Regions from separate parts of the Mus musculus genome. Here all the other regions are linked to region 1. Evidence: chromatin contacts called from public HiChIP or PLAC-seq and promoter capture Hi-C data. All regions are on one chromosome and are shown on one strand. Each heading gives the region's core, a stretch centred on a gene start, on an enhancer-like site or on the middle of the called end of the contact. The rest is flanking DNA. Distances are from core to core; before and after follow the strand shown. Region 1 holds the start of Coq4 (coenzyme Q4). Region 2 holds the start of Cfap77 (cilia and flagella associated protein 77). Region 3 holds the start of Setx (senataxin).

Region 1 (2,748 bases), core at 138-2,637:
CCCTTACCAAGTTTACTTACTACCCAGTGAGAATGCTGTAATTTGGTGTGTACCTGGTCATTCAGCCCAGAGATTAATATGCTAGGGTGACACTCTTCCAAGAATTACAAAAAGGCAGACTTGTAGACTTCACGTTTCTTTCTTCCTCTCCTCCCTGTGCCCAGAAGACCCAAAACAGTTCTAGCTAGAATCAGGCACCTGATTATCATAAACGATCCTGGGAAATATGATAGGCGCAGCCAGGTTTGGATGCCCACAAACCAAGTCTTCACCGGTCCCAGCTTTCGAGACCGAAGAGTAAACCGTCTTACCGTGGCGATAGGGGTTGTAGAGAGCCATTCCCGCCGCGCCCGCAGCCAGCAGCATCTTTTGCAGCGGGGTGGTTGGGATGTGGTCCGGGTACAGCAGGCGGGCGCCATGGCTCCCGGCCCTGAGGGGTACATCTGCGAGCAGAAAAGAGGTAAAGGTGAGAGGAGTCCGGTCCCTCTGGTCGCCGCGGACACTGGAATCAGAGCTGCTCACCTACAGCTGGCCGCGTACGGGGCCGAAGACTGCGGTGGAGGCGCAGGGAGCGAAGCAGCAGCAGGGTCGCCATGGCAGCGGACGTCCGCGTGGTTAGGCGGGGCTCCGCAGGTACTACGGAGGCCCGAGAAGTCAAAAGACTCCTGGGACACTGCACTCACTGTGGCTTTTTGATCGGAGATGTTGTAATATGGACAGGAGCATGAGAAGGAAAGCCACAAGATCTGTTTGCCACTGAAGTAAAACAACTGCTGTGAGCCAGGCGTTATTTATAACGTAGGCCTGTCAACCCAGCATTTGAAACCTGGAGGCCGTAGGATCAGTTCGAGATCCTTCTTGGCTATTTCTTAAGTACGAAGGCAGTACTAGAGACCTTGTCTCAAAAACCAAGCCTGATGTGAATTACTCGTCACTCCAGATCTTGGAAAAGTGGAGACAGAAAAGTAATGAATTCTCGGCAACTTAGCAAGTTTGAGGGCAGCCTGGGATATATGAGAAACAAACAAACAAAAAACTCCTGAAAAGAATTCAAAAATAACATAACCGAGAATTCGGTTGCTCGATATCCGGCCCTATTTTCTTCTCCATCTCTTATTTCCCCCCCGGAGGGCAATAAGAAAAGAACCTCTTCCTGCCAAGGAAACAAGGCGGCTACCTACAGTAGGGACCACATTTGGGAAAGGACCACGCAGCACTTCCGCCCGCATCCCCGCTTCTGGATGATGTTGAACCGCTGAGTTCCAGCCATGGGTTCTTCTGGCCTAGCTCGGCTGCAGGGGCTCTTCGCTGTCTATAAACCTCCGGGGCTGAAGTGGCTGCACTTGCGTGAGACCGTGGAGTTGCAACTGCTTAAAGGTGAGAACTCCGACGCGGACCCACGGTTTTGCTTTAGTTCTTTCTGATGTGGAGTGAGGTCACGTGGTTCGTTTGCCGGGTTGTAGCTGTTTCTTGTTTGTTTGTTTTTTTTCTCTTGTACACATTTCGTTACTACCCACTCTCCGCTATTTTCCTTTAGAGAAATTCATTCTATAGTGTTGGGTTTTTTTTCGCGGTTTCTGTTACAGAGTTAGAATTTGAACTTTTTTTTTTTTTTTTTTTTTTTTTGCCTTTTGAGACAGGGTCTTTTCTAATTAATCCGACCTTGAAATCAGTGAGGCACTGAGAATTCTGACTCTCCTGACTCCACCTGCCAGATGCTGGGATCACAAGCGTGACCACCACCCCGACCCTCAAACACCAATTTTTTTCTTTGCCTTTTTTTCCTTTCTTTTATTTTCTTAAAAACTGTCATGTAGCCTCAAATTTGCTATGTAAGATGAAGATAACCTTGAACTTTTGACTGTCCTGCCTTCACTACCCAAGGTCTTAGACTACATCTGTGTAGTACCACCTCCCATTAGGGTGCTGGGGATGGAACCCGGGGCGTCTTGCGTATTGTGCAAACACTCCATGAATTGAGCTACACTTCCAACCTAGGATTTTTGTTTTGTTTGTTTGTTCTTCACTTTTTAGAGAATGGTTTCTCTGTATACCCCTGGCTGCCCTGGAAATAACTCTGTAGATCAGTCAGGCCTTGAATTCAGAGATAGGCCCGCCTCTTGCCTCCCCAGTGCTGGAATTAATGATACCTGGCTTCTGAAGGAGTCATAGTACGTTTTCTACGATACACAAATCCATCTTCTATGCTACCATCTCTCTACCCCTTCTCTTGCGGGTTGGAAAAGTACTGACTGTGTTCTTTTGTGCTTAGGTCTCAATGCCCAGCAGCCTCCTGCTCCTGATCAGCGTGTTCGCTTCTTGCTAGGCCCTGTGGAAGGCAGTGAAGAGAAGAAGTTGACTCTCAGAGCCACCAATGTACCCTCCCTCACCACCCACAGACTTGGTAAGGCAGAGTCAGACAGGACCCTGGCCGTGATGTTAGAGGAAATCCCTGGCCTGAGTTAGATTTCTAGCCCAGGGTTTGGCAAACTTCCCTAGAGAGGGAAGATTTTAAACAGCTTCTGCCTACAGCCTTGTGTTTTCCTTGGCTCTGCTCCTCTTTGCTATTGTAATGCAAAGCATCTCTAGACTGTAGGAAAGGAGAGAACCTTCTTGTATTTTAGTCAAGACTGGAGTGCAGCCACATGGTTGTGGTGCACGCCTTTAATCCCAGCTCTTGGGAGGCAGAGGCAGGCGGATTTCTGAGTTTGAGGCCAGTCTGGTCTACAAAGTGAGTTCCAGGACAGC
Region 2 (2,748 bases), core at 174-2,673, 730 kb after region 1:
GGGTTGTCAGGCTTAGAGGCAGGTGCCTTCACACCCCGAGCCATCTCCCCGGCCTTATTTTCAGATATTCTTACTCAGTGAACCAAACCTGATGATCTTTTTCAGTTTCCCTCCATTTGATTCCAGAGTCAGACACTATTGATCTAATCCATATTTTTTTTTTCTTTCGAGGTGGGAGGAAGTGTCCAACAGGGAAACTGGCTTGGGACCACCCACTGAATTAGCATTGACCTCAAGCCTAAGAATGCATATTTCTATTGCAGTACGACTGTGTTAGTACCATATCCCAGAGAGAGAGAGAGAGAGAGAGAGAGAGAGAGAGAGAAGAAGAAGAAGAAGAAGAAGAAGAAGAAGAAGAAGAAGGAAGAAGGAAGAAGGAGGAGGAGGAAGAAGAAGAAGAAGAAGAAGAAGAAGAAGAAGAAGAAGAAAGGAAGGAAGAAGAAGGAGGAGGAGAAGGAGGAGGAGAAAGAAGAGGAGGAGGAGGAGGAAGAGAAGAAGAAGAGAAGAAGAAAAGAAGGAGAAAAGAAGAAGAAGAAAGGAAGGAAGAAGAAGGAGGAGGAGAAGGAGGAGGAGAAAGAAGAGGAGGAGGAGGAGGAAGAGAAGAAGAAGAGAAGAAGAAAAGAAGGAGAAAAGAAGAAGAGAAGAAAAGAAGGAGAAAAGAAGAAGAAAAGAAGAAGAGAAGAAGAAGAAAAGAAGGAGAAAAGAAGAGAAGAAGAAAAAAGGAGAAAAGAAGAAGAAAAGAAGGAGAAAAGAAGAAGAAAAGAAGAAAAGAAGAAGAAAAGGAGAAAAGAAGAAGAAAAGAAGAAGAAGGAGAAGGAGGAGGAGGAGGAGGAGGAGGAGGAGAAGAAGAAGAAGAAGAAGAAGAAGAAGAAGAAGAAGAAGGAAGAAGAAGAAGAAGAAGAAGAAGAAGAAGAAGAAGAAGAAGAAGAAGAAGAAGAAGAAGAAGAAGGAAGAAGAAGAAGAAGAAGAAGAAAAGATTCCCTTGGGAGGGAACTGTAACTAGAGTAGGGTAGTTAGAGGGTGGAAGCCAAGGATAAGTGATCCTCTAAAACCTCTTCTCTTTTAACACAACCTAGATTTGATTCTTGGGTTTTTCTATGTTGATTTGAGACAGGTCTAAAAGGTCTCTGTGGTTGCTAAGAATTTCTAGAAAGAAAACCGGAAGCTCTTGAGCTGTTGGCGTCTTGTCACCAAGGAGACGGGACGTTCCATTTTTCCGAAAGGGGTAGTGTAGACACTCTTCCCTCTCTCAGTCTGCTGCGAGGTGCCCAAATCACTCCGAAGAACTGGCGGGGTTTAAGCTTTGGACAGAGGCTCCGCAGGTGGGCGCGCTCTGCTCCGGAGCCTGCCTTGCCGCGAGGTGCACCCCAGGGTCCCCGTGGTGCAGCCCGGAGCGCGCGCTCGCTCGGGGCTGGAGTCCTCAGACAGCGCAGAACTCTGTGGGCTTTGCAGCCAAGGTCTAATCCCGGAGGCCCCTGGGATGCCTGATCCGGCGAAACCCGGGAAAGACCTCACGGCATGGAAAAAGAAGAAGCAGCCCGTGCATCGCACGGTCAGCCAGATCTGCCCGCCGCCCCGACGGCCGCTGACGGTGGTCGACATCCGTACGGGCATGGAGAACGAAAGGCTGGGGGTCGTGCGTGACTCCATGTTTCAGAACCCGCTCATCGTCAAGGTGAGCGCCTGGGCACGATCATCCCCTCCGCGGGCACCGACGCCGCCGATGGGTTCCAGCTGCTGAACTCTCGGGACCCGGGGCCCAGGGTTTGGGCGCAGTGTAGGAAACTTGCTCTGGGTGAAACAGGCCTCCTGGACCCTCTGCAGTCGTAGCCAGTCCAGGAACCTCAGTGTCCTCAAGTGGCACACGTTAGCGGGGTCTTTCCCCACTACTGGGAAAGACTATGGATAGGGCAATCTCTACCGGGCTCGTACCCACAGGGTGACAGACAGGTCTCAGGCACCCATCCATGCCCTTGCCACCCAAGATCCATCTTCCCCAGCACCTCTGGTCTACTATGCAGCAGGTGCTCTGGGACTGACTGTCGGGAAAGTATCACAACACCATCTTAAGTGTGCTGGGGGTGTGAGATTCAAAGCCCTCTAGGAGGCGTGGCTGGCACTTGCGTGGGAGCAGCGTTTATAGACAGATCACTTTCCCTTTCGGTGCTGGTCCTCCGCACTTTTGTCTGTTTTCCTGTCTGGCTAAAAACTACACTTGGGCCGGGCGTGGTGGGGCACGCCTTTAATCCCAGCACTTGGGAGGCAGAGGCAGGCGGATTTTTGAGTTCGATACCAGCCTGGTCTACAAAGTGAGCTCCAGGACAGCCAGGGCTATAGAAAAACCCTGTCTCGAAAAACAAAAACAAAAACAAAACCCAAAAAAAACCTACACGTGGCCGTGGCTCTGCCTCTTTAGGCGCCGGGAGACCGAAAAAGTAAAGTTGAAGTTTAGTGGCGCAAATTTATCTTGTGCCGCTAGAGGGCAGTGTGCTTCTAAAAATTGACCTCGGTTTCCAGGTTCCATAGAGGTATGGGCATGCTGATGGGTTCTTTGACTATAGGCAGACCTATATTGTTAGACCTTTCTGGGCTAATTAATGCTCCCAGGAGGACAGAAGCTAGATACAGGGAACCCATGAAGCAGCATCCTTAGCACTGGCCCCTCTGAGATGTTTCCACAGTGGAACAAGTTTTGCTTACTTCTTGGATTCCTGATCTTAGCAGGTACCTGGGACAGAGAGTTGGAAT
Region 3 (2,748 bases), core at 153-2,652, 660 kb after region 1:
AAAAGTAAATTATTAAAAAAATAAATATTTCACTAAGTGCTCCATTGAGAGTGCTGACACCAACTCCATCTCTAGAGCAGTAACCTCAGGATCACCTTGTCCCTCTCCTCTGCTGCATCTGAGTCTAGCACTCCTCCTTTCTTGAGTCTTCCTATTCTTTCATCATTTGCCCGAATTACTAAGTCTAATCTCTCTGCCTCACCTGACCTACCTCCAAAAATTCCTAACAAAATGCTGCCAGAGGTTACTGCACACATTAGACTTATTTTAAAAAAAAAATTAAAGATTTGTTTTATTTATATGAGTACAGTGTAGCTATCTTCAGACACACCAGAAGAGGGCATGTCAAGGTATGGATCTATGCCACATTTTTAACTCTAGTACTTATCAAATAACTAAAAAAGAAGTTATTGTTTAATAAGACAATTACCTTGACCAAGGTCCTACAGAGAAGTGATGCTCTTTGTGATTGCTGGGCTTATCTGTGAGATGTGGCTCTGCATTCAGACAGATTCACACTTTGGCCCCCAAAAAGAACATTTCTGAAATTAAAATAAAAACTGATAAAATGTCCCTTACATTATGCATCTCACCTGGGCCTTGTGTCATCTAATGAGTTACCTAGGTCAGGTTAGATCCACACACTACTGGGGGGAACGGCTTAACACTGATCCCCCCCCCCAACTTCCCTAGGGACTGTTCTCCTCCAGGGGCCAAATAGGCACTTGATCACATCCGCTGTGGGCGTACGGGAGGCTGTCCACACCGCAACGCCTGGTACGGCGGGGAGGGCGTCCGGGTGCCCATGCGGAAGCGACGCCAGGACAGAGGGTCGGATCCTTACCCGGGAGGCCTCCCTCGCCCCGAAGCTAAGGGTCCTCGCTGTACATCGTTGCCCAGGGCCGGCGGTGCTGATGCCAGAACAGCAGAGATCCGGGGGCGGGCCTCGCTTGCAGGAAACACCAAGCGCTGCCCGCCCTTGGTAGCAGCGGCAAGCCGCCGCTCTCACCAAACGCAGCTCTCCAGAAGGGTCACAGCAGGCGCCCGCTCCCGCAGGCCGCGCGCAAGTTCCCAACGGCAGTAAGCCGCGCGCCCCTCACCGCGCACGCGCTCTCCTCTCCTGCTCGTTCGCCCGCTCGCGGCTTGTCCGCGGCGCGTCTCACCCCGGCTAGGCCCGGCTGCAGCGCGCTAACCCACCTCCATGCCCCCCGCTAGAACAGCAGACGGAAGGGCAAGGCGACGCCCAACGCCCAACCCGCCGCTGCCGCGAGAGCGGACCCCGCCCTCAGCCCGCCCCCGCCAGAGCCGGCTTGTTGTGGTACACCAAGGGGGCGGACCATGGGGGCGGACGGGAGGTGGAAAGTGCAGCAGCGGGGAACAACCGGCCTGACCGCTGAGTGGCGTCACTTCCGGAACGAGGGGGGTAAGTCCGACCAATCAAGGACTCCCGTCCAAAGGAGCGGTAAATTAGCCGAGGAGCCTGTCCCCGCCCCTTTCCTCGTCCCGCCCCCTTTCTCACCCCGCCCCTTCCCCGACCCTCTTCGGGGAGATGCTTACCTGCTGGTTCCCTTTGGGCTCTTCCGCTCCCCAACGTCCGCGACGTCTGTCACGTTTCCGTCCGAAACCTAAACAATAAAATGTGTGCGTGATTCTGCAAGGGCGCCCCAAGTCGAGGGCTCTGCCCGTTTCCGACCCAGAACAGGCTCCGATAATGGAACACAGTCATGTCAGATTTCCCAAAGGACAGTTGGGTGGCCCAAAACCTCTCCTCCTCAAAAACGGAATTTAGGAAAAAAACAAATCACTTTACAAGCCCGGCAGCCTGTGGTCCCTGTACTCAGAAGGCTTAAAGCCAGCGCATCCAGGCCCAAAGGCCAGCCTCGTACAGAAAGCGATTTCGAGGCCTACATTACATTCACCAAAATTTTAAAATTAAAATAATTCTTTTTTTTAAAAAGGAAAGGGTGTGATGAGGTTTCAACTCCAGACCTGGAGGTCAGCGATTTGGAGGCCTAAATTAACCAAAAATTAAAAGTTAACATTCTTTCTTTTTCTTTTTTTTTTTTTCCTTTTTTTTTTTTTTTTAAAGGAAAGTGTGCAAGAAAGTAACTCAGGAGCACTCACCTGTCACACTGTAACACTGGGTTCCATTGCCAACGCCACAGAAAAGAACAAGGCTCTTAGAGGTGGCAGGTGGGTCAGAGACCTTCCTACCCTGGAGAACCTTAACGCAGAATGAGAAGCCAGCGCCTGAAGCACGAGGGTAAAGCTCTAAGGAACGTTCCAGAAAAGGGGGTGTGGTTTATAAGGCAGCAGATGACCGTTAGAGGGGCTTTAGCCAATCAGGAAGCGGCAGTTGAAGCTGACCGTTATTTTCTCCCCCCCCCCTTTTTTTTCATTTCGTCAAAGGTTTCTATCAAAATCAAAGTTGCAGAAAGTGGTTTCAAACTAGAAGCACTATATGTATGCATGGTTTTTAAAGTAACACATTTATGATAGTTTTTTTTTAAACAAGACTCTTGATAGCTAACTGAAATTTTCAGAAATGAGGGGAAATGATAGAAACTACCCGCAGTTCCTTGTCCCTGATGATACAGATCCTGGCAGAATTCGTAACCCAGATTTCAGACTTCAGCAATATACCATGCTTTATTCGTGAAAGGACATAAATGCTAAGTTACTCTTGAGTGTAAGAAACACAAGTCTGACGCTGGAGCGAGAGCTCAGCAGTTAGGAACACTTACTGAT

Evidence for each region. HiChIP or PLAC-seq counts read pairs in DNA pulled down with a chosen protein or histone mark. Capture Hi-C pulls out chosen DNA fragments and counts their contacts.
Region 2: a promoter capture Hi-C map of liver shows a contact between it and region 1. The contact joins the promoter of Cfap77 here to the promoter of Coq4 in region 1. A contact is called at or near these places in 1 of 39 promoter capture datasets (the C10 cell line) and 1 of 9 other capture datasets (liver).
Region 3: an H3K27ac HiChIP or PLAC-seq map of embryonic stem cells shows a contact between it and region 1, with 5 times the contacts expected there. The contact joins the promoter of Setx here to the promoter of Coq4 in region 1. A contact is called at or near these places in 4 of 39 promoter capture datasets (the C10 cell line, the SN4741 cell line, liver and 1 more), 9 of 115 datasets of contacts at active chromatin or transcription factors (acute myeloid leukemia, astrocytes, bone marrow-derived macrophages and 4 more) and 3 of 9 other capture datasets (embryonic stem cells, liver and pancreatic islet).

What each region holds. Positions count from the first base shown.
Region 1 is chr2:29,786,132-29,788,879 of GRCm38.p6, reverse strand. It overlaps Coq4 (coenzyme Q4), which reads right to left and starts at 1,387. Exons shown (of 7, transcript NM_178693.5): 1 at 523-1,387; 2 at 312-443. The coding sequence starts at 595. Trub2 (TruB pseudouridine (psi) synthase family member 2) reads left to right here and starts at 1,209. Exons shown (of 8, transcript NM_145520.5): 1 at 1,209-1,377; 2 at 2,273-2,404. The coding sequence starts at 1,269.
Region 2 is chr2:29,053,741-29,056,488 of GRCm38.p6, reverse strand. It overlaps Cfap77 (cilia and flagella associated protein 77), which reads left to right and starts at 1,423. Exons shown (of 6, transcript NM_001166705.1): 1 at 1,423-1,675. The coding sequence starts at 1,481.
Region 3 is chr2:29,123,646-29,126,393 of GRCm38.p6, reverse strand. Setx (senataxin) reads right to left here and starts at 1,402. Exons shown (of 26, transcript NM_198033.2): 1 at 845-1,402; 2 at 431-542.